Regions from separate parts of the Mus musculus genome. Here regions 1, 2, 3, 4 and 5 are each linked to region 6. The links are chromatin contacts, called in public Hi-C, promoter capture Hi-C and targeted proximity ligation maps. All regions are on one chromosome and are shown on one strand. The core of a region is the stretch at or near the end of the contact, and the rest is flanking DNA. Distances in the headings are between cores, read along the strand shown. Region 1 holds the start of Ssh3 (slingshot protein phosphatase 3). Region 2 holds the start of Pitpnm1 (phosphatidylinositol transfer protein, membrane-associated 1). Region 3 holds the start of Pold4 (polymerase (DNA-directed), delta 4). Region 4 holds the start of Rhod (ras homolog family member D). Region 5 holds the start of Rps6kb2 (ribosomal protein S6 kinase, polypeptide 2). Region 6 holds the start of Bad (BCL2-associated agonist of cell death).

What was found. Hi-C and Micro-C count contacts between places; a contact is called where the count stands out from the background. Capture Hi-C pulls out chosen DNA fragments and counts their contacts.
Region 1: a contact with region 6 is called in a Hi-C map of B cells, with 6 read pairs. A contact is called at or near these places in 1 of 484 Hi-C or Micro-C datasets (B cells) and 1 of 130 datasets of targeted methods (astrocytes).
Region 2: a targeted proximity ligation map of embryonic forebrain shows a contact between it and region 6, with 5 times the contacts expected there. A contact is called at or near these places in 2 of 130 datasets of targeted methods (astrocytes and embryonic forebrain).
Region 3: a contact with region 6 is called in a promoter capture Hi-C map of liver, with 6 times the contacts expected there. A contact is called at or near these places in 1 of 39 promoter capture datasets (liver) and 2 of 9 other capture datasets (adipose tissue and liver).
Region 4: a contact with region 6 is called in a promoter capture Hi-C map of adipose tissue, with 4 times the contacts expected there. A contact is called at or near these places in 4 of 39 promoter capture datasets (hippocampal neurons, liver and pre-B cells) and 1 of 9 other capture datasets (adipose tissue).
Region 5: a contact with region 6 is called in a targeted proximity ligation map of astrocytes, with 7 times the contacts expected there. A contact is called at or near these places in 1 of 130 datasets of targeted methods (astrocytes) and 2 of 9 other capture datasets (adipose tissue and liver).

What each region holds. Positions count from the first base shown.
Region 1 is chr19:4,266,750-4,270,984 of GRCm38.p6, forward strand. Ssh3 (slingshot protein phosphatase 3) reads right to left here and starts at 2,484. Exons shown (of 14, transcript NM_198113.3): 1 at 2,266-2,484; 2 at 1,796-1,836; 3 at 998-1,229. The coding sequence starts at 2,331. It overlaps Ankrd13d (ankyrin repeat domain 13 family, member D), which reads right to left. Exons shown (of 15, transcript NM_026720.2): 13 at 4,217-4,235; 14 at 4,045-4,136; 15 at 3,431-3,800. The coding sequence ends at 3,587.
Region 2 is chr19:4,099,323-4,103,636 of GRCm38.p6, forward strand. Pitpnm1 (phosphatidylinositol transfer protein, membrane-associated 1) reads left to right here and starts at 1,300. Exons shown (of 23, transcript NM_008851.4): 1 at 1,300-1,940; 2 at 3,351-3,565; 3 at 3,653-3,774; 4 at 3,939-4,163. The coding sequence starts at 1,863.
Region 3 is chr19:4,230,173-4,234,746 of GRCm38.p6, forward strand. Pold4 (polymerase (DNA-directed), delta 4) reads left to right here and starts at 1,721. Exons shown (of 4, transcript NM_027196.4): 1 at 1,721-2,016; 2 at 2,291-2,380; 3 at 2,576-2,687; 4 at 3,042-3,462. The coding sequence starts at 1,920. The coding sequence ends at 3,066. Gm45928 (predicted gene, 45928) reads left to right here. Exons shown (of 4, transcript NR_132309.2): 2 at 2,291-2,380; 3 at 2,576-2,687; 4 at 3,042-3,460. The region is part of intron 2 of LOC102631992 (a long non-coding RNA gene); the gene reads right to left.
Region 4 is chr19:4,437,780-4,442,008 of GRCm38.p6, forward strand. Rhod (ras homolog family member D) reads right to left here and starts at 1,664. Exons shown (of 5, transcript NM_007485.5): 1 at 1,441-1,664. The coding sequence starts at 1,572. A930001C03Rik (RIKEN cDNA A930001C03 gene) reads left to right here and starts at 1,544. Exons shown (of 3, transcript NR_045990.1): 1 at 1,544-1,610.
Region 5 is chr19:4,161,417-4,165,650 of GRCm38.p6, forward strand. Rps6kb2 (ribosomal protein S6 kinase, polypeptide 2) reads right to left here and starts at 1,967. Exons shown (of 15, transcript NM_021485.3): 1 at 1,752-1,967; 2 at 1,406-1,446; 3 at 1,187-1,307; 4 at 844-912. The coding sequence starts at 1,829. It overlaps Carns1 (carnosine synthase 1), which reads right to left. Exons shown (of 10, transcript NM_134148.2): 10 at 2,908-4,234. The coding sequence ends at 3,922.
Region 6 is chr19:6,940,689-6,945,202 of GRCm38.p6, forward strand. It overlaps Bad (BCL2-associated agonist of cell death), which reads left to right and starts at 1,874. Exons shown (of 4, transcript NM_001285453.1): 1 at 1,874-1,936; 2 at 2,179-2,358. The coding sequence starts at 2,187. It overlaps Gpr137 (G protein-coupled receptor 137), which reads right to left and starts at 505. Exons shown (of 7, transcript NM_207220.3): 1 at 1-505. The coding sequence starts at 151. It also overlaps the pseudogene Gm19053.

The DNA.
Region 1 (4,235 bases), core at 1,234-3,733, 2.7 Mb before region 6:
AGATCAGTGGCTACTGGAGAATATAGTGGTACTCCTTTTTTGCAGTTTGTGACTCAACAAACTGTCTTTTGAAGTCTGACCCCCAAAACTGTGCTACTTCTGGCAGTTTCCGCAAGAGAGTATCTGAGTGAGAAGGCGGCCATCCTTCTTGCGGCCTTCAAGAGACAACTGAACTAAGGGTCTTCTGGAAGAACGGTCAGAACTCTTAACCCCTGAGCCACCTCTCTAGCCCTGCTACTAGCAAATATTTTATTTGAGAAATGCCTCCTACCACAGATATTAATCTTTGTTTTTGTGGTGCTAGGAATTAGATGTAGGGCCTCACACATGCTAGAAAGATTTCATCTTATAATGGCTTAGAACAACATTCCTGGGGCTGGAAAGATGACTCAATGGTTAAAAGCATTGGCTAATCTTCCAGAGGACCCAGACTCAGTTCCCAGCACCCACATGACAGCTCACACCAGTCTGTAATTCCAGTTCCAAAGCTTCTGATACCTTCACACAGACATACATGCATGCAAAACACCAAAACATGTAAGAAAAAAGACAAACAACAAAACCCTAGGGCTTCTGTTCTAAACAGCTTTTCCAAAGCTCGAATCTTCTTCATTCTTTGCTGCCAACAAGAAGTGTCTGCCTCCACACACTTTCTGGAGCTGGCCCTTAGGTTCCAGGGGATCCCAGACTTCTTGGGTGCTCTGGTCGCCTGACTGGCACTTAGCTGCCAAGGCGTACTACACAACCCTGGGAGTATGAGTCCATCTCTGGGCAACTCACTAGTATCAACAGAGGCCTCCTGTGGATTAACAGAGACCTCCCTCATATAACCCCAGCTCTTGGCTCACAGGGGACAAACCTCCCTTGTCCATTCCCAGCCCTCCAGAGACAGATATGCCCTTGCCTTGCTGTCTCTAGATGAAGTGGCAGAGTTGTTGTGGCCCCAGATCTCATAGCACTGATCTTAGATAGACATGAGCTCCGGGTGGTTCCTTACCAGGCGGATATCATCCTGCGGCCTCAGCAGCTCCACCATGAGGTGCAGGTGCCGCTTTTGCACTTGTTTCCAGGGACTCTGGAGTCCTTGCCCTTTGTCAGTCTGGTCCTCGGTGGGCTGTTCCTCACCTGAGGGTTCCTCCATTGGCTCAGAGTCAGCCTCAGATGCAACATTACTGTCCCCTCCATCCTGAAGTCCCAGGACAGCCCCTCGGAGCACCGCAAAACTCTGCCTGGCAGAGCGATGGGGACATGGTTCAGGTCATAGGTTTTCAAACTTTAGGGAGGCTGAGTCCCCTGGCTGGCGGAAGTGGGCTGCTGGCCCGCTCTCCAGAGTCAGATGGGCCGGAGTGAGGCACAGTTTGCACTTTTGTAACCAGGACCCTGATAGCGGTAGGCACCTAGAGCCAGCCTTGGGCTCTCAGGCTCCTCCTCACCTTGTTTTGCACCTTTGGAATGTGTTCCTTTTCGGGGTGGACTCAGATGCTATAAACTTGTTTAAGCACTTATACTCCTTCAGGTCCCATCCTGCCCTTGGTCCTGGGATTACTGGGCGAGCCAAGGTCCAGGTAATGTGTGAAAGCATCTACTGGCCAGGGCTAAGTTAACCATGCTGGTTCTTCCACAAGCCAGAGATGTGATGTTTGCCAGCTCCACCCACAGCATCTGCCTCCCACCTAAGCATGAGTTTATCTGACAATACTTAAGTGAGTCCTTGGTCCAAGCAAGACATCAGGAGTCCACAATGGCAGCAGCTAGGCCACAGGCTATAAGGAAGCATTTGTCAGACAGAACTCACCTGCGCTGGAGCCGGCCTCTGCGTCTTACCACTCGGTCCTGCTGAGAAAGCAGCCCGGGAATAGAGTAAGAGAGCAGCTTCCAGGACAGGAAGCACCCAAAAGCCTCTCCTCTTCCTACAAGGGAGCGCTAGGTGGAAAAGAAATCTCTTTCCTCTGAAGCCGCTCCCCTCCAACAGGCCCCAGAGAAACCCGGCCTAAGTCCAGGTACAGCAGTGCTGCAAGGATAGGGGGTTGCAGAGTGTGGGAGGTATTTGGGCAGATCTGGGCTTCAACAGACCCGGGCGGTTCTCAGGATTCCGCATCTACCTACGTCGAGCTCCTGGGAGCCTCAGGGCCTCCCAAGTGCCTTAAAACGTGAGACTCAAGGTCCCCCTCCGCCTACTCCCAGCCGTCTGCTAGGGGCAGGACTTGCTCCCTAAGGCCTACCTTGGCAGCCAACTGTAAGAGCGTAAAACCAAGCTAAACTCACCGTGGGTCCCACAGGCGTGGAGTGGCCACTTGCCGGCGGCGAGCGACTCACTGTGACCAGCGCCATAAGGTAGGCAGGCCCGGAACACCTGGGCGAACACCCGGCACGACCCCTCCCTCAGCCTTACGGTCAGTCCCTGCCTTCGCACAACCAGGAAGAAGAGATTGGAGCCACCAGGGCCTGGCACCTCCTCGGGAGCGGCCCTTAAAGGGCCCGACTCATGACCAGTCTGGTCGCGTAGAGCTGGTACCGAGCGACAGCGGCCCCGCCCCTGCGGTCTCGGTTCAGCTTGCCCCGCCCCGACCGCGCTAGAGGCGTGGTCAAGGGCGTGGCGCAGGTGAGCCCAGACCTCACTTTCCCTGCTTTGGTCGCTTTGCCCACAGAAGGCTTTCAACCCTTCTTGCTGCACCCAGTAAGACTTGGACCCCCACTGTTTGGTTTATGCTATGGTTTCTTGGAAAGGAAGGAGCAAGGGCAACAGTTTTGTTTTTGAGACAGGGTCTCACTATGTAGCTGACAGACCTGAAACTCATTATATAGAGCAAGTCGCCTAAAACCCAGAGATCCACCTGCCTCTGCCTCCCAAGCACTAGAATTAGAGGCATGCGCCACCATACCTGGGAGGCAATGGGTCTTAAATCTACCACCCCATTCCAAACTTGCTCTCTTTTCTGCTTGGCTGTCATTCCTCTACTCTTGAGAAGATCTGGGAGAACAGAAGGCCTTTTTGGAATTTTTGCAATAGTCCCCAATACCTGTACGCATTTCAGGTCCACCCTAGGGGTGACTAGGACAGGGCTGAGCCCCTTCCCCAGAGAGTGACTTGCTTAAAGGTTCATTCTGGTAGAAAATACTTGAAACAGGGGGAACCTGTGCCTGAGTTTTGGGGATGAGGTGGGAGCTTCCCCCAGTAGGTAGAATAGGAAGACCCAGCCCAGCGGGAGTATGGACCATCAGGCTGGGTGGCAGGCAGAACCTGGGGTTGGGGTAGCATCCAGGGAAATTTCAGAATCTCCAGGAACTCCTGCCCCGTGAGAAGTGGTCTTATTTTCTAGCTGTAGAAATGGAGGCTCCAAAGCTGCTCAGTGCCAGCTCCAGCGAGGACTACCCATCAGTAACCCCATCCAGTGTCCCCTTGGTTCCAGACCACGCAGGACAGCAAGCCTACTGCTGATGGTCTCTTTATTTCCACCTCAGTCTCACTGCTAGCCTATCTTCAGTGCCCAGGTCCCAAGCTCAGCAGCAGACAGTTTATAAATAAATAAATTACAAAACCAGGCAGAAGGCATGGCCCTGGGGAGCCGTCCCAAGGCCAGGCAACTCAGTGCTCTGTGAGTGACAGCTGCAGGATCCGCTGTAAGTCGTCTTCTTCCTGCTGACCCCGTCGCTCCAACTCCTCCTGTTCCCTTGAAGACAACTCCAGGGCCAGGCGAAGCTGCTCCTCAAAGCTTGGGGGTGCAGGGGATGGAGGTGTCTTCTGAGGAGATTCTGGACCCCTGGACTCTGTGGACAGCTGTAGGCTTTCCTGCAGGGCCCTTCAGGGTAAGGGTTGAGGGGAGAGCAGACCAGTGAGAAGGCTTGGGGAGGAGCCAAGCCCATGCAATTTTGAGAACAAGGTGTCAGGGACAGAGACAAGCAGGCCCTCTTTTGGCTCTTCATGCTCCCCACGGTAAGCAGCATTTTGCCATGTGAAGGCATGGAGCCCTTGGATCAGAACTCCCTGGCTTCCCACCCATCACCAGCAGCCAGGGACCCACACACAGTTCCTGAGGGACTCACTGCTCCAACTGAAGCTGCTCTTCAAACACTGTGACTCGGGGAGGAGGGTGAATGCCAGGCCGTGTGTTGGTCAGGGCTTCCCACACCGTCACCTGCAGCAGCCAGAGCCCAGAACTGTCACCTTGGGCCTGTGGCTGTAGAGGCCATGACCCACCTTCCACTTGCATCCCACCTGCTCTGCCTCTGTGCCT
Region 2 (4,314 bases), core at 50-2,549, 2.8 Mb before region 6:
CACTTAAGCCTCTCCCGTGAACGTCCTAATGCCCCTACACCAGCTCCGCTTTAAAACCATCCTTGGAAGGCTCTAAATACACCGGGTCCCTGACTCCTAAGGGAGGCAGTTAGAGGCTCCTTCCCCCCCACCCCCAGCACCTTGGCTTGATGCTGCTATCCACTGTCCTGACAACTTCCACAAGGCTGGGTGTGGCTCCATGAGCCAGCCCCGGGTGTCTCGGCCTTTGTACAGAGTCGGAGCAGTTAGATGGGTGTCCAAATTTGAGAACCTAGCAAACATAGTAGGGAAGGACTTGGGCTTCATTAAGGGGATGGCCTCTACCTGGGCATGTAGCTAAGTAACCGTGAAATGCCAACCTAGGCAGAGGCAATTGAGAACTTCCAAATTCTGGCTAACTTTGGGGTACAACATTTCCTCTAACCTGGGCTCCCCCTAGGTCAAATCCCACCTCTTCAAAGCACACAGGAGGGCTGCCCTGACTGGGCCTGGGTGGGAAATGAAACCAAGAATTCTTGGGGTGTCCAGACAGCACAGAAATAAAGAACTGGAATTTGGGGCCCGGCCTCTTCCCCGTCTGTCTTGGAGAAGGAAAGCAGGGGCCAGCCTTGCTGCGCCGCGGGCGGGGCTGCCCCGACCCTGCCGGGGTGGGGAGGACCAGCCGGGCCCAGGAAAGGGGCGGGGCAGCTGCAGTGACGCGGCGGGGAGGGACAGCAGGGGCGCCGGCGGGCAGACCGGGAAAAAGGTCGGGGCTATGGGCCGGCTCCGCGCCTCCAGAGGGTCGGGCTCCATCTGGAAACCGAGGCCGGGACTGGGGGCACAACGGACTCCCACCTTGGGGTCGACCACCCCTGCCCCGGTTGGGTGAGGGGCGCCCACCAGAAGCTAGAGGTGAGCGGGGACGTCGGTGAGCGGGCGGGTCAAGAGCACGTCTGGCGACAGGGACAAGGAGCTGAGGGAAGTGAGGACAGAGGGCCTCTCGCCTGCCCGCTGGGTGCAAGGTGGGGGTGGAGGGGTGTCTGCAGCGGAACTGTGGCGCCATGCCGGGACGCAGGTGGGCAGAGTGGGCCTCCCAGGGCGGAGGCCAGAGGGATACCAGTGGACCGCTCCTACACCAGCCTGGAATGGGCAACCTCGTGGGAAGATGATGGGGTGGCTGTAAGGACGAATGGAAACTCAGCGAAAACCAAGGGTACATACAGTTCAGGAACCGGGTACCTTCTAGGGTGGTAAAAGCAGGTTTTGGGAGGGGGGGACGGACGGAGGTTTTGTTTTGTTTTTTTCTTCTGGCACCGTAAGGTAAGTTAGTATTAGCAGAGTTGCAGAGGCCCATTGGGGGTCGCTTCCTGAAAGATATCTTGGCGGACAAGGGTCTAGGTGAACGTCTAGGAGTGGAGTACACAGAACCCCACCGACTTCAGGGGATGAAATGGTGAAGGGGGCGGGTCCCTAAGGTTCTGGTCTTGGAAGCCAGGCGCGGCCCGGAGGGATGCTGTTTCGGGATGCGACCTCGGTGCAGACGCGAGGATGGCCTTGCGGCGTGTCGGCTCGCGTCCGCCGCTCTGGGGGGCCCGCGTCAGCGCGCGGTTGCCATGACGACAGGCAGGCGGGGGGCGGGGGCTGCGTGGAAAAGAGGTCAGCTCTGAGCCTTTCTACTGCTCTGGGCTCCGCGGTGCGGGAGGCAACACTGGGTTCGCCTCTGCCTCCCCCGCGGCGGGCCCGGCCATGGGGTTCCGCGGCCCGAGCCCCTCCGCAGGCGTGCAGGGCTCAGTACCGCGCACCACCGTCCTGCACTGACTGCCGCGCGGTACCCTGCGCTAGGAGGAGCAGAGGCCGCACGCGGTCAGCGGAGCGTCTTCAGGATGCTTATCAAGGAGTACCACATCCTGCTGCCCATGAGCCTGGACGAGTATCAAGTGGCCCAGCTCTACATGATCCAGGTGAGAATGGCGGGGAGGTCTGTAAAGGAGCCATGCTTCATGGTAGAGTGAAGAAGAAATTCACAGGCCTCAGGGGGATAGTCCCGCTGGATTCCCCCACAACCAGTTCCGTTAGTGGGTTCTGTAGCCCATAAGAGGACAGAGAGACATCCTCTTTGAATAATCAAGCAGAAGGGTGGGACAGAGGGGCAGAAGGGCAAGGAAGGCCAACGGGTGCTTTCAATCCATTAAATGCCCAGCCTGCACAGCCTACATATGGTCTCCTTTAATCCTAAGAATCTGTAATCCCATGGGGGAAGGGAATGCAGTCTATGAGGAGACCAGGGAGCCAGGCCCACTAGGTGGCAGGTAGCTTAATCAGGGGTTCTGGGGGAAAGTGAATTCTGGCATTCCCGGGAGATCAGAAAAGAGGCGCATGGATCAGGGCCTCAGACTGTGGCAGGAACAGACAGGGCAGGCAGGAACTAGATGGTGAGGACGGACATCTGGCCTTTGGCTGTTGAGAGACATGCTGGATCAAGGCAGGCTAGCGGGGCTTCAAGGGGTCTGAGCCAGGTTTGTTCTTCGGACCTATAAAATCTACATCTAGGAGGAGAGAGGGCCATATCCCACCTCGTGGGGTCAAGTGGGCCACACCTGGGCTTCAGAACTATGAAAGGGCAACCAGAGGCTCTCACACACTGACAGACGTCACAAGAGCTGGGAATGAGGTTCCAGCGGGACAGGGCAAGGCAAGTCTGTTGAGAGGTGGTCTTGTTGCTATTCCTTGAAAATACTCGTCATACCCCTCCCTACCAAGTTTGTACACACTTCTCTGCCTCCAGCCCCCTGTGTGCACACATACCACATATTCAAGCCATGGCCATGTCCTCTCAGTGATCTGTGACCCTCTGTGGCATTTAGACCCCAGGTCTTCACCCTTGCTGACCCTTCCTTTCCTCGTGGCACTCACCGCCTTCCTGTTTTGTATCTCCCTCTGCTGCAACCTGAGTTATGCTGTCAACAAACCCCAGTCCTACATCCCACCCAATGAATGACCAGATCAAGTGTTAGGTTGCAGGACCCCATGGGAACTGGGCAGAACCCATGATGCCAACCCCAGGGACTTGAAAAGGCTATGTAAGCTGCAGAGATAACTTGGCTGTTAAGAACAGTTGCTGCTCTTATGGGGGACCTGGATTTTGTTCCCAGCACCCACAGGGCAACTCACAGTCAACAGCTAGTCCAATATCCAGGGATCCAATGCCCTCTTCAAGCACCAGACATGCAGGTGGTAGACATACATATATAGTCAAACACTCATACACTCAAACCTCTTTTTAAAGAGTGATGCAAAGAATTAGAACCAACCTGAGGACCCCAGAATTTAAGCTAAGGGCTGAGTTCCCTATTTTCTGTCCTGGGCTGCAGAAAAAGAGCCGTGAGGAGTCTAGTGGTGAGGGCAGCGGCGTGGAGATCCTGGCCAACCGGCCCTACACAGATGGGCCTGGAGGCAACGGGCAGTATACACACAAGGTGTACCACGTGGGCTCCCACATCCCAGGCTGGTTCCGGGCACTGTTACCCAAGGCTGCTCTGCAGGTAGAAGAGGAATCTTGGAACGCTTACCCATATACCCGGACACGGTGAGTGTGTGAGACAGGCACAGGCTCGGGACCGGAAAGGAAACAGTGCTGTGTACACAGTATGACTTTCACATTGCCCTCTGCCAGGTACACCTGCCCCTTTGTGGAGAAGTTCTCCATTGAGATAGAGACCTACTACTTGCCTGATGGGGGGCAGCAACCTAACGTCTTCAACCTGAGTGGGGCTGAGAGAAGACAGAGAATCGTGGGTGAGGCCTTCTGGGGTCCCTGTGCTGCCTCTGTGGGCCGTCACTGACAAGCCCCGAGTCTCGTCTTTCTGTCTGTGAAAGGCTTTTCCTCCTAATCCTTGGGGTGGTGGGTAGAGATGAGAGGAGGGTCTGGGTTTGCTTAGTGCTGACTGAAACCCCTTCAGATACCATCGACATCGTGCGGGATGCAGTGGCCCCAGGAGAATACAAAGCGGAAGAGGACCCTCGGCTGTACCGCTCAGCCAAGACAGGCCGAGGGCCGCTGGCTGATGACTGGGCACGGACAGCGGCCCAGACAGGACCTCTCATGTGTGCCTATAAGCTGTGCAAGGTTGAATTCCGCTACTGGGGCATGCAGGCCAAGATTGAGCAGTTCATCCATGACGTAGGTGAGCATCCCGATGAGGAACATCCAGCGCAGCGCGCACTCGTGTGGCCCGTGTTTGCAGCCAGGAACGCTTCCGTTCACACAGTGGAGGGGAGACGGGGAATAGTGGAGCCTGGCTAGGAATCAAGGGCACCTGCTTTGAGGTACCTGAA
Region 3 (4,574 bases), core at 471-2,970, 2.7 Mb before region 6:
CTTCCCAACTCTGTAGGGTCTCTTCTCCCAGATGTCCAGGAGACAGATGGAGGGATCAGACCTGAGCCACCCCAAACAATGGGTCCCAGAAAGGCCTTCCAGGTCTTTGCAGTGTGCCTGCAGCTCCTTCTTCTTCAAGAAGCTAATGGGGGAAGGCTAGCAAGAGGAGGTCCCTGGAGACACAACCTTCTGCCCACCACTGGTGGGTTTCTCTTTGGAGGGGTCCTCTTCTCTGCCTCCACACACACGGGAGGCCAGCCGAGTGCTTCCTAAGCCAGATCACAGAGCTTCCAAAAAGGAGGGCAAAGGCCTCCAACCAGCCATCCTTGCACCCCTGGAAGGAAGAACCGGATGGGCTCTCCAGAGGGTGATTAGTGCTGGGTCAGTCCAAGTGCTGGTTCCCAGACTCCCACGGGCCAGCATTTTCACCCGCTGCCAGGAAGTTGGTGAGGGGGAGGTGGTAGTAGGGGTGAGTCAGTGATGACAGGAGCCCCAAAACAAAGGTCATGGGTAGAGAATTGAGAGACGCTGTTTACAGCAATTACCTCCTGAGGTCTTCTCCCAATGCCTACCATTCTCCTCCAGCTCTAAGGCATTCGTGCTCCTGCTCTCCTGTCCAGGACTAACGACTGTGTATGTCCCTCTCTCTACCGCGCAAGCCTGGGAGCTTCTGCCGCACACGGGAAGCTAGTTAGTTACACAGTAGCTGTTACTAAGAGCACTTCTGCAGCACACGGGAAGCTAGTTAGTTACACAGTAGCTGTTACTAAGAGCACTTCTGCAGCACACGGGAAGCTAGTTAGTTACACAGTAGCTGTTACTAAGAGCACTTCTGCAGCACACGGGAAGCTAGTTAGTTACACAGTAGCTGTTACTAAGAGCACTGATCACAATTTGCCTACACTTCCCACTTGCAAAAAAACTCTTTTGATATCTATTTTGAGTTAGCATGTGGGAGATGCTTAGAACTCGGCACATGGAAAGTCCAATATGAGGGTTGGGTTTATTGAAATTATTTTCTGCTCATGATACACATTCAGAAAAAAACAAAAACAAAAAAACAGAGCAGATCTGTCAGTTAAGAACTGGGGATATGAACCCATGGAGAATGGAGACTATACTTCTGGCGTCCTGCTTGGAATGGAATCTTCCTGACTAGCAAAGTGGACAGAGGCAGGCTGTGGGACTTGACAGCGGCCACAGCAACCGCATGCCTGGGCTGGGTGGACAGTGGCTCTGCCAGCAGACTGTGAGAAAGGAGCCTTCTGAGCTCATGAGTTTCTCCAGCAAGGTCTCCTGGGGCCAGTAAGAGCAGCAGGGAAGGACCTGGACTAGTCCAAACTCTCTTTGGACCTACAGATCTGATCCCACAGCGCTCTAGGGCCAACCGGCAGGAGAAAAAGGTTCTCAGGGGACTTAAAAACTGGCCATGGGGATTAGTGAGGCTGAAAAGAACATTTGCCTAGGAAGGAAAAACGGGAAGTGAGAGGCCGAGGATAACTCTCTATATGTCCCAAGGGACCCAAGTGGACCAATGAGAAACCCGAGGAGGTGGTGAAGTCTGGGGCATCTTGACAGGTTCTTGGTTCCGCCTAACCCCTCCTCACTCGAAACGCAGCAGCAGCTACCCCGCCCCCCGTCTTCTGCCGATTGCCATTGGCTAGAATTAAGGTCCCGCCCCGCAAAGGCCGTTTGCCATTTGCTTAGGTCTCTGATGTTTGCGTGCTTGTGGGGGCGGAAGACAGGCGTCATTCCCTGGAACCTAGGGACTTCCTCTCTCTGCTTGTCTGGGTCAACTTGTCTGTCCATTGCTGGCCCATCTCTCTCTGGCCCCCTCTCTCACTCTCAGCAGCTGTCTCTCACAGGCCCGCTGCCCTGCCTTTTCTTTGCCTCCTGCTCCGCCTGCCTGGGTGGCCGCCATGGGTCGGAAGCGGTTCATCACTGACTCCTATCCTGTTGTGAAGAAGAGGGAGGGGCCCCCTGGGCACAGCAAGGGAGAGCTGGCACCCGAGCTAGGTCTCTAAAATGTGGGGGTGGCAGGAAGAGTGGACATGAAGTGACCAGAAAGGACTCTGTGTGTGTGTGTGTGTGTGTGTGTGTGTGTGTGTGTGTGTGTGTGTGTTGGCTAAAAAGGGAAGCTAGCATGTCTCGCACTTCCGATGAGCTGTCTGTCTGCTGGATGGCAAAGGCAAATGGGTGGGGAGATTGCCAGGATATAGAGTCACAGCTCTAAGTCCAGGGTAGGGCAAAGGCCTGGATGTGCCTGAGGAGCCACCACATGTTATTGCAGGGGAAGACACCCAGTCCCTCAGCCAGGAGGAAACAGAGCTGGAGCTGCTGAGGCAGTTTGACCTGGCCTGGCAGTATGGGCCTTGTACAGGTGAGCACCCCATTTCCAGTCCCTCCCATCAGGCACATCTCTGAATCAGTTCTGTTATCAATGTGTCTCAAAAGTAATCCTGCCTAGCTCTTGGACACTGTCTCCTGAAACTGACTATGGAGGCTCAAGAAACTGCCGTCCATGTCCACTATCCTGGATTCTCCTGCCTATCCTGTCTTCTTTTCCTGATGGCAGGTATCACAAGGCTGCAGCGCTGGAGTCGGGCAGAGCAGATGGGCTTGAAGCCCCCCCTAGAGGTGTACCAAGTGTTGAAGGCACACCCTGAAGACCCTCACTTCCAATGCAGGTCAGGATAGGCTGGGACAGCTTTCAGGGGAACCAGGGACTTCTCCAGGAGCTGCCACCCTCTTGGTCTACGTAGGGGCTACCTTGACTTGGAGAAGTGGGAACAGACTTAGACGGTCCTTCCTGTCAAGCAAGAAGAGTCTGGCTCGAGATAGATCTCGATAATGATCCTTACCTCTATGAGCTGATGGTGGGGGACGGGTATATCTAGGGCCCATGGAGCTATCCATGAGTCCTGAGGTGTTCACCAGAGCCACAGGATTGTAGGCAGTAAGTAAGTAAGAACTAGAGACAGTCCATCAAGGAACAGAACTGATGTGGCTATGACTTCCTTCTCCCACCCTGTCTTCCACAGCCTGTGGCATCTCTACCCACTCTGAGGTACCCCCACGTTGTCCTTCTCTGGGCACCTCCTAGCCACCAAGAACTTCAGGACAGACATCATGGCCTGCTCTGCTCATTCCAACCTTGGAGAAACAGCAGGCTGACTGTGGAGGTCTTCCTGGTTCAGCTTCTTCTCCATCTAAACAGCAGGCTGCTGAAGCTCCTGGGACCTGTGAAGCTGAGCACCTCCACGCCCTAATCATGACCACCAGATGCCCACCCGCCACACCCCTGACCTACGGTGTGGCAAATCCAGCACAGGCTGGCATAAACCAGATGTCGGCAGATAACCTAAAGGGCCCACCTTGGGCATCTAGCTGAGGGCACAGATGAGTGAGTTATTGGATCAAGGAGCTCACTAATGCTTACAATAAAGTACATTAAGCCTGAGATTCTGACCTTACATCTCTTAATATGCTCTAATCTAGCCGGCAGTTCCCAAACTGTAAGTGGGCTGGAGAGCCAGCTACAGGCTTTTTTTTTTTTTTTTTTTTTTTTTTTTTCTTTACTTAGGCTGGCTACAAACTCAGAAATTTGCCTGCCTCTGCTTCCTGAATGCTGAGATTAAAGGGTCCCAATATGGGGCGGGGGACAGTGCTGTGACTGGGATGTAAAGTGATTAATTAATTAACTAATTAATTAATGGGGAAAAGGTTTCACTATGTAGTTCTGTTTGTCCTAGAACTCATTATATAGACCAGGCTGGCTTCTAACTCACAGAAATCTACTTGCCTCTGTCTCCCAAGTGCTGGGGTTAAAGGCTTGTGTTTCTATACCACAAGGCTTCCATATCTATTTTTCTAAGGCAGTCTTTTCAAAAGCTGAGTGGCCTCTGGTATTCCCTGGTAGAAACTCACTCTAAGTTTCCTTCCCTGACCAGCCAGCAGAAAATCTGCCTAATATGCCCAACTTATGAACAGCTACTAAGTTCCTGCTACTATAGATCCCATGGGGTGTCAATATCACTGAAAATATAGGCAAAACAATCATGGAAACTAGTTATGTCATGTGGTGGTCAGCATTAAGTAAAATTAGGGTGAGAGGCTTTTAGGGGGTTAGAAAATGTCAACAAGATATTTTGTAGAGTAGGATAGGAAAGGCTCCATCGTTTTAAAAGCCTTTGAAAAGAGAGACACAAAGAAGGAAGGCAGAGAGGGCTCACACCTGAGTAAGTGTTACAGACAGAAAGAATGACAAGAAAGGCTCAATGGCAGGAACATTTTCAGACTGTTCACACAAGCATGTGAAGGTCGGAACTCAGGAGACAAGGAGACAAGAAGACAGAAGGGAATGAGGCCAAACAGGCAGCAGGCCAGTCCCATTGGGCATTGTAGACCATGATAAGAAATCTGGATTTTACAGTGAGTGAAAAGAGATATGGATGGCTTTAAGGAATGACAACATTGAACTTATGTTTTGAAAATACAAGTGCAGCTGTGGGTGGAAAGTCTATGGAGTTGGGAAAGCAGACAGGTGGTGAAACGGCTCTGCTCAGCAAGGCTAA
Region 4 (4,229 bases), core at 414-2,913, 2.5 Mb before region 6:
AGGGCAGCCAGGACTATACAGAGAAACCTTGTGAACACACACACACACACACACACACACACACACACAAAACCCCATAAACAGTTCATGGACTTTTCTGCCTAGTGTCTAGGATGCCTGCCCCAGGCCAGTGTTGCAGAGCCTTCCCCACCCCCTCCACCTTTAGGTGCCTCCTCTGATCTCCTGGTTCCCACGTTGGTTGGGTTCCCATGGGCAGTACCTAAAGACCTGGAAAATATCTCCTATACTTAAAAACAAAAAAACTGTAACTGGTCAAAGAAGGTGACGTCAGCTTTGCAAACCACAAAACCAAAGGCTGTGAGATGGGTATGGTGGTGCATACACGTGATCTGAGCAATCCTTGGGCCGAGAGACAGGAGGACTGAGCGTACAAGGCCTCCACAGTAATATCCTGTCTCAAAAACAAAACAGGAACCACTAAAGTAAAACGACAAAAATACAACCCCCCCCCCCAAAAAAAAACCCAACAACCATAAAAACCACTGGTATTCAGAGTAGCAAGCAAGACTGTGCCCTATTTGCCAGGTCAGCTTCTCTGGCTCCTTCCATCAAATTACCCACTTCTGCACAATCCCAGAGGCCAGAAGGACGTGGGGACAGGAAAAGAAGGCTTGCTGCTGAAGGCAAACCCACAAACACACAGGACCCCCACTCCTCGTGGAGGCACAGAAGGAGGGCTCAGCCACTGTTCTGGTCATGGGGTCCTTGAGGACTCACAGTGACAAGCCCAGAGAGCCAGGATGCAACCAGGTACCGCACCGAGCCGGCCATCAGCCTTCAGCCTCACTGTCCCAGCTTTCTTCCCCCTATCAGGTTGCTCTGAGAAACTGAGGCTTGGTTAGAGTCGAAGTATGGCATAATCAGACTCTTCAGAGAAGGGTCGGTGTTCCAGTTTTCCTCTCTAGGGTAAAGCATGGGGATTTGCACCATAGTGGATGGAGAAGAGGTGATGTCGCCCGACGAACATCACTTACTAACTTTCAGCAACTAACTTTCAGCACTCTTTTCTATACTACGCTCGGGTAGGGGCTTTCAGTCCTATCATGTAGTTAACCTTCAGAGAGGTTAAGGGACTTGCCCAAAGGCACACAGCTGTAAGAGGCAAAGGCTTGATTTTACTGCTGCCAGTCGAGCTCCAAAGTCCTCACACTCTCGTCGCCAAGTAGTGACAACAACTGCTCTCGTAGGATTTGCTATTTCCCTAGGTGGCCCAATTCAGTCCCTGTGACACCCCTCCCCCTAAGTGCTATTAGTCCCACTTTGCTTCTACTGGCTAAAACTGAAAAACTCTGCCTTCGACCCCAGGCCCTGCTGAGATTTCCCCCTAGGAGGCTAGAGCTGGGTTCTTTCGAGGCAGCTCTCAGCAGACCCGCACATGGGGGGTGTCCCCAGCGCAGGGCCAAGGATGAGGGCACTCACCTCTGGGAAGGCCCCTTTGGCGAAGACCATCATCAGTGACGTCTTCCCGCAGCCCCCGTCGCCCACCAGGACCACCTTGACCGAGTGCCCGCTCTGCGGCGCCTCTTCTCCCGCAACCTGGGACGCGTTCATCCCTGGCTGGCGGACGGCGGTGCGCGGAGCAGCAGGCGGTACGCGGCGGGCTGGCTGCGGCGGGCGCGGGGCTGGCCCGGCGGGACAGGAATGTGGAAGGGGCGGGGCGGCGGGAGGAAGTGGGAGCGGGGCGGCCGGGACAGGAGGCGGCCCGGGGGGCGGGGGACACCCAGCTCAGGTGAGAAGCCCGGGACAAGATGGGGGTGCGGCGCCCGCCCAAGGGTGGACGCTCCTGGGGTCCGGTCTCCTGGCGTCCTGTCTAGACACTCAAGAAAGACTTTTGCAGCACCTACTGCGTGCAGTCGCTGAGGCCGCAGGGGTGAGCGGAGACCTACGCCTCCAGAGGGCACCCAGGGCTCGTGGGAGAGTAGACAAGTACTTGGAGAGAGGCTGGGGACAGGGAAGGAGGAAGCACCTGGACTATCTGCCATGGGTGGGAGGTTATTTTTATGAATGAATGGGTGGGTGAATGAATGAATGAATGAATGAATGAATATGAGTTTCTGCTATTTGCGGACCTCCTCCAAATGTTGTAGGCCAGATGAGAAAGGAGTGGCCCGGGCATGCCCTTGTGGGTCACTGCAGGACCTCTTCAGCCAGCTCCAGGAAGTTTCAATGAAGGTGGAATTACCACGCATCTCACCCAGGCAGCCAGTGAGCTAAGGAAAACTATGGAACCGTCCATCTGTAGAGCTCAGAGCTAGCTCTGGCACATGGCAGATGTCATGAATGGTTCATATTATGGTATATAGTATGATGGCCTTTTAGTTTTATTTTTTACGCGTGTGGGCGTTTTATCTGCATGTATAGACATAGACATGCATCCTGGTGTCCTCTGCACTCGGAAACCCTGGAACTAGAGTTACAGACATTATGAGCCACTATGTGGGTGAACCGGGATCCTCTGGAAGAGCAGCCAATGTTCTTAACCTCTGGGCCATCTCTCCAGCTCTTTGGTATAATGTTTAATCAATGCAGATGATCCTTAGTTTCTTAGAGTCTGGGGACCCTGCACTGTTCCGATCAAAACCTCGACTCTGAGAAGCCTAGAATAGGAGGTGTCAGGACAGGAGAAAGGAAAAAGGGGCTCTTCGAAGAGACTGGAGCAAGGTAGCCACGCCCCCACTTCTTAGCGACAGGACAGAGGGCGGGACTTGGCTGAGGAGCTAGTATCTGGAGGGTGGAGCACTTTGGATTTCAGGAATAAATCTTACTTTTCTCTAAATCTCCGCAACCTTCTTTGTGATCAGATTTTTCTTTTTAACTTTTGGTGAGCATAAGTGGGCTGGAAATGTAGCCGCGCTGCCCGGATGCTTAACCAGCACTCATGAAAGCCTCGGTCCCATTCCCAGTTCCACATAAACCGGGCTTGGAGATCCATGCTTCTAATTCCAATACTGATGAGGTGAAGCCAGGAAAATCTGAAGCTCAATGTCAGCTTGGCTGTTCAGTGAGTTCAAGGCCAGCATGGATTAGATATTCTGTCTAAAAAAGAGGGGAAAAAGGTCTCGCCTGTCTCCCCAGACCTCAGACTGGGTGTTTAATGGAAGCTAAGTGGACCATGGTCAGAAGTCTTTGGGTTTCACCTCCATGACTTCATCTCCCATTGTATTCAAAGTCAGGCAGTGAAGAGGACCTTCAGCCCTATTTGATCCTCACTGTGTCTCAAGGAGGCAGTTTCCAGTTTCCCTCTGGGCCAGAGGTCAGCTGTATGGAAGGAGCCTCCCAGAAGCCTCCCCAGCTCCACCTTTTGGATGCCCCTTTCCCGAAACCGCCACAGGGCTGGGCGGGACTTGGCATGAAGCTGGGTGTGTGGCTGAACAGGATGCCCAGAAGGAGTGGTGAGGAGCCCCCCCCCCCCCAGTCAGCTGTCAGCCTTGTCATCCCTACCTGTCATAAGGCCAGTCTGGGAGGCAGGTGGAGCTAGACCAAGGGTGGAGGAAGCTGAGAGTCAGGCGGAGGTGGCCTTGGTTGCTATAGGGATAATCACTCTAATGACACACTTGACAACTGTCACACGTTATAGTTTCTTTGTATACCTCATAATAACAACACATACTAATGGGTGATAGCTGCTATTCAGGGACTGTCCACCAGGAGGCAGGATTTGCTAGTTCCATTTTGCAGAGAAGGAAACTGGTGACTTCTTAAGGGGGACCCTACGGCTGTCCCCAAATCTCAGTTCTTGTACATTATTGCTGTCAGCTCTCACACTGTGAAGTAGGTTTCTACTTCTTGTTTTGGAGACTTGGGGATTGAACCCCAGAGGGAGGCAGCTGCTTGGATTGGGCCAGCCTCATCAACATTCTATGTTCAGGCTCCTGGGAAAAGCGTATCAGTCAGTCACTGACCCATGGCCATCTGCCCTGGTAGCCAGGAATTTCCCCAAATCTGACATTGCTGGACTCTGGACTACAATGTTTTCCTGACGTTTATTTTTGGAGTGGGGTGGGGTGGCCACACAGTTGGCCTCACTGGGGTGCTTGCTGTTTGCTGTTTTTCTGTTTACTGTGGCTGCTGCTGACTTCCGGCCGTGAGTGACTCAGCCCCCCTTCAGGCCCCATCAATTCCAAGCCGAGAATCCTTTATGAACCCCGTGTAGCATGTGACTGCCCTGGAGGCCTCAGAGTGGCCGGGGAGGTGGGGCCAGCAACGGT
Region 5 (4,234 bases), core at 717-3,216, 2.8 Mb before region 6:
TGCAGTGATATCATCCTGACAGTAACCAACCCATAGAGTCGGGGTACCAAGGGTGGAACAGTATCACAAAGAGCCCCCTTTCTAGAAGCTTCTCCAGTCTGCCCTCCACAAGATCTGATCATGACAAAGACAATGGGAGGACTGGGCACTGGACTCAGAGGTTCAAAGTGTGAACTATGAAAGCATAAAGATCTGAGTTCAAATCTTCAGTAGCAATATAAAAAGCCAACGATGGCTGTGCGTGCCTGTGCCCTGTGGGAGGGGCACAGAAGCACCACTGGGTCTCCAGCCCAGCTTCAGTGAGACCTTGTCTCCTGAGAGGAAGTGACTTAAAAACAGTAAACTTTTCCGGAACCGGTTTATCCTCTCAGTCTCTCACCCTTGATACTTTCTTGTGTTCTTTGAGACAAGGTATCATTATGTAGCCCCTGGTGTGCTGGCCTACCACCACTCAGATCCTCCGGCTTTACCCATTCAAGTCCTGAGACTACACAGTATCCTACCAAGTTCAGCTCAACTTGACCCTGCTGACACACTGAGCCACACAATTCTTTGTCGTGGGTTCCTGTTGCGCTGCATCCTGGGCTTCTATTCACAGAATGCCAACAGTACTGCCTGTCCTCATGAGTCCTGACAATCAAAGCTTGCCATATGTGCCCTAGCAGGCCAGCTTCTTCCATCCAAGAATTACTCCAAAATCGTATGTATGACAATAGATGCTAAGTCAGCAAGTGTCAAGATAAGGACTGTCTTTATCATGTTTCCGGCTGTCTTCCCGAGACCTGGCACAGGCTGATGGGGATGGCAGCTACTCTGTCTCTGCTGGCTAAGCGAGTGACTCACCTTCCTTAAGACCTTCATGGCATATATTTTTCCCAAGTTGGTGCCTTGCACTTTTCTCACCTGGAACACCTGTAGGGCAGGGGAGACAGGATTAACTTCTCTGACCACACCCCACCTTCAAGGTTGCCCCACCCTAAAGGGACCAAAAGGTCTAAACTCAGCTTAAGGGTGGAACAGTAAAGATCTCCATCAGATTTTGAAAGGATATGCCCTTCCTTCCCCCAGGTCTCCAGCTCTGAATTCCATCAGAGACTCCGTACATTTACAAGCCTATTGGGTGTGAAGGATAGTATGCTGTCTCAGGCTAGAGCTGAGGTCGCCAGGGAGAGAGGGATGTTAGTACCTTGCCATAGCCCCCCTTGCCCAGTACACTCAGTAGCTCAAAGCAGTGGGGCCCGATGCGCTCAGGACCCAGGTTCACGCTGCTCTCTGTCAGCTCTACTTCTTCATAGTGTCCCACTGTCCTAAAGACAGAATAAGTTAATGAGGGAAAGGCTCTAGTGTACTCCAAGTCCCGACCCCTACTCCATACCCCCACCCCCCAAGCAAGACCCTCACTCACTCCAGGCCAGCAGCCCTTAATTCGCCAAGGGGACACACGTCCTGTGAGAAACCAAGTAATAAGAACCATGGGAGGTGCCAGAATACCTCCTCCCAACCTAGGCTCAACTGCTTGGCCCAGGGGAGAGGACCAAGGATAGAAGACAGGAGCAGGGATGGGGAAAGGTTGGGAAGGAGAGACCAAGGATAGAAAAGGAAAGATTGGGTCCAGGGGCTGGGGCTGGGGTTGGGGTTGGGGCTGGATCTGGGTTTGTAGGGGTCACAAACCACTCAGAGTTGGGAGCGCCAGGGTTTTGGTTAACCAGCCGGGCTCCCGGGTCCAGTCGCGCCCGGAGAGAAACACTCACCGCAGGGCTGAACTCCGGTTCGCCCTCGCCCTCGCTCCCTTCCTCGGTCTCCAAGTCTAAATCAAATACGGCCGCCATGGCCCCGCCGGTCCCGCGGGACCCTTGGCCCGGACCAGGCAGAACTCTGACTGACAGCACCGGGCTGTGCCTACGTCATTTCTCCGCGACAGCAGCCGCTCGCTCTGTTGACGCAATAGCTTCACCCACTCTCAAGTCGAGTGGGAAGAAAAGATGGCGCCTGTCGGAAAGCCTCTCGGGAGTCGTAGTTCCAGACATCTGGACCTCCCATCCTGCAAGCCTTATGAATAGAATAGGCTTTACTAGACCATCTTCCTTGTCGGTTTCTCCTGGGCCAGCTCTCGCCCCGAGCCGCGCGCACAGAGGCTCCCATTTTGACTCTGGAGCAAGTTCAAGATTTAATGGGCAGAATTACAGATGCATGAACGTTTAAGTGGCAACTCCTCAGCCCTTCTTAGTGCTGTGAGCTGCCCAGAAAGAAAACTTGTGTCTGTTCGGTTGTATTAGGGGACAGTAAGCTGTATTAGGGACACTCCATACAACCTCCCTGAAGCTCACAGACCCTGCAGGTCTGACATTTTCTGGGCGACTGCCTGGGCTTTGTTTCAAGGCTCCCTTTCTGAAGGGCTCAACACACCTAAATATGGACTTTTGCTAATGTATGCATACCGAGTATTTGAGCTGCCTAGTTCAGAATAGATATTTTAATAGAATATAGTTGAAAGGATGGATGAGAACTGGCGAGATGGTTCAGCGGGTAAAATCACTTGCCATACAAATGGCAAGTGACTGCTGGGGTTCGATCCCAAACGAAGCCTGTCCATTTCTATTGGAGTCTGTCTGGATAGCTTTTCCATTGCACACGGGATGCCCACTGAGGTATAGGATATGAACTCAGATGAACAAAATTTAGGGGTATCCAGGTCTGCAGAGGGATTACTGCCTGAATATGATTTAGGATTATAATTCAAGAAAAAAAAATCTCAAACATACATGTAGATATAAGGTAAGCCCGTAGCAAAGGTCAACCCTGGGGCCCAGCCAATGGGGTGCTTTCTACCTCTCCCTCCCACTTCCCAGCTCCCCACCTACTGAACCTGGGAGGGGAGCACTAGCTAAAACACTGGACTCCGGATACTTCACTAGTTAACAAGTCTTTATTTAGGTAGGCAGGTTTCAGGAGCTGTCCTCGGCTCCTGAGCAAAGACAGGTGTTTTCAGAGTAGCTAGCTCCCTAAAATGAGGAAAGGTGTACACAGAAGTCCCAGGGCCAAGCTAGCTAGGAATGCCAGAGGCCAAAGCAACAAAGCTGGTAGAGATCGTGTGTGGTGTATGGGAGGCAGGTGTTTAGGAGTCTGAGTGCTGCCTATAAATGAAGATAGAAAGGAGAGAGGACCTGGAGGCTAACTGAGCGTTTAAAACAGTAAACAGAGAAGGTTGGCCTTGGCATTCTGTCTACATCCACTATAATAGGAACTTGGAGGCAGTCTTTTTTTTTTTTTCTCTCTCTGAGCCTGCTTCCTCATCTGTAACATAGGGGCACTAGGGTCTGCCTGAAAGCATGAAGGGAAATGTTTACTCCTAGTGCTGAGCACAGACATTTGCTTCTACTGCTCAGGCCAACAGACACAGTGAAGCACGGCCAGACATTTTCAGCAGGCTCTACAACTGTCCTGGGTTTTGCATAAAGGCTAGTGTGCTAATCTCCCATTTCATGGCCTTTGTCCAAGGCTAGGGGCTGGTGAAGGTTCTCTCCTTGTGTAGGTGACAGGAAGAGCTGGACCTAGGCGGTGGAGGGGTAAGAGAGGAGGAGCCTGGGTTTCACCCACCCCCATCTGGGCTGGGCACTGATGTGCCAGTGAAGAAGCTGCTATTTGTTAGTTCTTTAAAGGCTGGAGTCCTGGGGGTACCTGGGGCTAGATGGAGGCTTTCTGGAAGGCAAGAGGACCCAGCAAATTCCAGATACTTGTTTTATGGTCCTTGAATCCAGAAGACTTTGGTGTCACAATGGCTCTACTGTTCTGGAATAGGCCTGAGTTGTGGTAGCATGCTGACCCTGGGTTGGGGCAAAGTGACAGAGAGAGGGACAGGGAAATATAGCCCCACGGCCCCTCCTCCTGGCACTGCATCCCTGCTGCTCCTTGACCCCAGTGCTATTTGAAATGAGACAGGAAATGGGCAACAGGGTAGTTGGGCCTGTCAATGCCCAAGCCCTGACAGATGCCTAGCAGGCGGTGACAGGCCTCAGCAGGGCTGGGCCCAGCACAGGCCACATTGCAGTAGGGCTCCTCATACTGGCCAGGTATCAGGGCCTCCTCCAGCAGGTTGAGTCGTAATTGCCCCTGGTCATGGAGGGTTTGCAGAGTCTCTCTACTGCTCGGGGAACTCAGCAGCTGTAGGTGCTGGGACACCAGGCACATGATGCCCACTAGGTAGCCACGGGCACGAGGGTGAGCAGGCAAGGCA
Region 6 (4,514 bases), core at 624-3,123:
ACAGAAGCACCAGCCAGAGCTGGGCATAGACAGAGAAGAAGAGCAGAGCATATAGGGCAGTGTAGGCAGCGGTCAGCCCCAGGGTCACTGTAGGCGGCAGTGCAGGTACCAGCCCAGCTGCAGGCACCAGACCAGACAGGTTACTCTCCATGTCAAGGAGGGAGGCCTGAAACCCGGAGACAGAGATAGAGGGCTGGCCAGAAGCCAGGGAAATAAATACGGAGGGGTGGGACCTGCAATAGGTGGTGAGACCTGGAAACTCTGGAAAAAAGAAGTTGAGGTTGTCAGGCCTTTCCTTCTCAGCAGAGTCGGGCGTGGGGGTGGGGGTGGGGGTGGGCACGGGTAACCTGGGCCCTGGGCCCTAGACCCGTCACTCTGGAGTGTATAAAGTGGTCTTTCCTACCCAGGGCAAATGAAATGGGGGTTGGGGGTGTCCCTCCCTGGGCCAGCCCCAGAGCCAAGATGCGAGGATGCAGTGGCACAGAGTCCCTGGCCTTGGTTGCTCGTGTCCGGCTGGCAGGAGGGGGAGAGCCGGCCGATGCCCGTCAGCTTAGGACAGCGGCCGCTGCGGGGGCGCCCAACGCCCCGCTCTCCCCCTCCCCAAGCTTGGTTCCTCTTTCCCCTCCAATAATCCGGATTGGGAGGCTTCTTCCTCTGTCCTCAAGATTCCAGACGTGTTCCCCCACCGCGTCCACCCTCAGCCCCGGTGAATAAGAGGAAGTCGATGTCAGGTCTCAGGCCGCTGCGGGGTAAGCGGGATCCGGTCGCCGGGACACCGGGCTCCAGCTCCCCGGCTCCCTCTGCTCCGCCCCACTCCTGCGCCTGCGCGGACGTCCGTTCGCTACGTAAACTGCGTAGCGACCGGCAGGGACTCCGAAGCCATGCGCCGCGCCCGGCGTGCATCTCTTCGAGAATCGCCGCAAGGTGCGCTGCCGGCGGGTGTCCCGGGTTACGGATGGCGGCGGGCGGCCGAGAGTAGAGCAGGCCGCACGCAGCAAGCACCTGGGCTACCAGTGCCATGGACCGCCAGCTCTTAATGTTTGGGGACTACCATTTCCCACGCTTAGATTCCCAAATCCACATCGCGTTCGGCGTGCCCATATGGGGGGCGGCAACGACTTCCCCGCACAGGGTCACTGAAGGAAACTTCCGCCCACAACCAAGATGGTACCCGGACCCCGCCCCCTAGCTTCTGTCTGCAGGCCCCGCGCTCCGGCCCGGGGCAGCGTACGCACACCTATCCTGGCAGCAGAGGCCCCTGGAGCCCCACGGCTCGCCTTCCTGGGCGCCCCGTCCCTTCTTCCGCACCCGGGCGGCCATCCTGCCGTAAAGGAGCTCCCGAAATGGCGCGGGGGGTTGTCCCCAAGACGGGCAGTGCAAGGCCTCCACGATCGGGAAGAAGGAGCTGGTCTTCCCATCCCGGTCACTCGGTCCAGGGGGAGCAATAACCATCGCAACGACCATTGCATCCGACGGCCGAGCTTCAGTGAACGGCTCTATAAGTAATCACTAAGCTGTTTACAGAGTTTTCACCAGCTCCCCAGGGAGGTGTCATTAACCCCATTTTACAGGAGGGAATTCGGGCCCAGAAGGGCTGGAGGACTTATCAGCCGAAGCAGGCCTCCAGGATCCAAATGGGAACCCCAAAGCAGCCCTCGCTGGCTCCTGCACACGCCCTAGGCTTGAGGAAGTCCGATCCCGGAATCCGGAGCCTGGGGAGCGACGCGGGAGGAAGGCGGTGGAGACCAGCAGGTCGGCGCAGGGGTGGGACCTGGCTTGGGGTGGCCCCGCCTCCAGGCCGACCCGGGATTTACTTCGAAAACTGATTGGGTCAGATCTGTGACAGTTCTCGTCGCCCAGGAAACTAGGGCCGGGCGCCCTTAGAACTGGAGGGAGGAGGCAGGCCCGGGTCAGGGGCCTCGAGATCGGGCTTGGGGTGAGACCTATTCCCGGTCCTAACGGGCAGGGGGAGCGCACTAGTGTCTGGACAGAGCTCTGAAGAGAGATTTAATATTCGGGCGACAGCCAGGCAGACTGAGCAGACAAATGAGGGATTGGGAAGATTTGGGGAGTTGAGCTACCGTGGTGGGAGAGGGAGACAGGAGTACCTCTCCTCTGCTTCTCATAAACACTGTTTGCCTAGCTGTGTAGTGAGTACTTCTTACCTTGTCTCTACAGCCCAGAGTATGTTCCAGATCCCAGAGTTTGAGCCGAGTGAGCAGGAAGACGCTAGTGCTACAGATAGGGGCCTGGGCCCTAGCCTCACTGAGGACCAGCCAGGTCCCTACCTGGCCCCAGGTCTCCTGGGGAGCAACATTCATCAGCAGGGACGGGCAGCCACCAACAGTCATCATGGAGGTAGGTTCCTCACTACCATTATCTGCCTGTCCCATGCCCCCTGACTCTCAGGTGCCCCTTACGTTGCTGTTGCAGCCATACTTCCTAAAGATTCTTGGGAAGCCCCAGATAGCTCCTTTCATCAGATTGCTTCTTCTACAAACCATCACTGGGCTAATTCACAGAGATGTATGGTATGCCCTTAATGATTAAGCTGACTCACTGAATGCTGAAAACAGACCCCCTTATTATGTCCCCAAGATCAGTGGGAGGTAAGCAGAGCCCCAAAGAAGTGACTTTTCTCTTTATTTATTTATTTATTCATTTATTTATTGTATGTGAGTACACTGTAGCTGTCTTCAGAAGAGGGCATCAGATCCCATTACAGATGGTTGTGAGCCACCATGTGGTTGCTGGGAATTGAACTCAGTACCTCTGGAAGAGGAGTCAGTGCTCTTAACCACTGAGCCATCTCTCCAGCCCAAGAAGTGGCCAGTAGGTCCGTTCGTTCGTTCGTTCTTTCTTTCTTTCTTTCTTTCTTTCTTTTTTTAAAATGATTATTTTTTGGTTTTTCAAGACAGGGTTTCTCTGTGTAGCTCTGGCTATCTTGGAACTCACTCCTACAGAAAAACCAATAAATAAATAATAATAATAAAAACTAATAAAAAAGGAAGAAGAAAGCTGAAGGTTAAAAGAAGGGATGGGGGAGGGGACTGGAAAAATGGCTCAGTGGTTCAGAGCATTTACTACCAGGCTGGCCTTGAACTCAGAAATCCTCATGTCTCTGCCTCCCAAGTGCTGGGATCAAAGGCGTGCACCACCGCCGCCCAGCTCAGTAGGTTCTTTCTTACTCTATGGCTCGCCTTCAGCCCGACTATTCTTGCCCAGATGGGACAGGCAGGTGACCCTAAGTGACAAACAAGAGCCGTGTGAAGCTGGAAAGTGTGAGTGAGTGCCAAGATGGAAGGAGAGGCCTTGGAGATACTGGTTATACTCCCCACTTCCCATTGCTGACCCTGTATAGCCAGAGAAATCTGAGCTCAACCAGGTTTGTCACTGGCTCCATAGAACTTAACTTATCCCTACCCCCTCATGTATCCCTGGACTGTCTCAAACTTCTATACAGCTGAGACTAGCCTTGAACTCCTGATCCTCCAGCCTCTACCTACCAAGTACTAGGATCACAGGTCACCATGCCTGGCACTCCACTTCCTTTTTTAAATTATTTGTATATGTATGCCCGTGTAAAATGCACATGTGCAAGTGCAGGCTTGGAGTCCAGAAGAGGGTGTTGGATCCCCTAGAGCTGGGGTTACAGGGGGCTGGTGAGATGGCTCAGTGGGTAAGAGCACCCGACTGTTCTTCCGAAGGTCCAGAGTTCAAATCCCAGCAACCACATGGCTCACAACCATCCGTAACGAGATCTGACTCCCTCTTCTGGAGTGTCTGAAGACAGCTAAAGTGTACTTACATATAAATAAATCTTTAAAAAAAAAAAAAAAAGCTGGAGTTACAGGTGGTTGCTGGGAACTGAACTCACATCCTGTGCAAGAGCAATAAATGCTCTGAACCACTGAGCCATTTTTCCAGTCCCCTCCCCCCATCCCTTCTTTTAACCTTCAGCTTTCTTATTCCTTTTTTATTAGTTTTTATTATTATTAATTTTTGGTTTTTCAGGACAGGGTTTCTCTGTATAGCCTTAGCTGTCCTGGATTACTGTGCTCAACCAGGATGGCCTCAAACTCAAGAGATCCGCCTCTGCCTCTCAAGTGCTGGGATTAAAGATGTACACCACCACTGCTGGGCATATCTCCAGATTTCTTTTTCTTTCCTTTTTTAAAAAAGTTAATTAATTAGTTAATTAATTAACTTGTTTACTTAATGTGAGAACATTGTGGCTGTCTTCAGACACACCAGAAGAGGGCATCAGATTCCATTATACAGGGTTGTGAGCCACCATGTGGTTGCTGGGAATTGAACTCAGGACCTCTGAAAGAACAGCCAGTGCTCTGAACCCCTGAGCTGTCTTTCCAGCCCCACGGATCAAGTTCCCCATGGCTGGGACTCACCTTGGGGCCTGGGAAGGCCTTGTTCTGCTTCAGCCTCACCATGAGCTCCACGTGCAGCTGCGATCTGCAGAGGTGGCTGTGGTGGGTCTGCCTGGGAGGGCAGCTCCT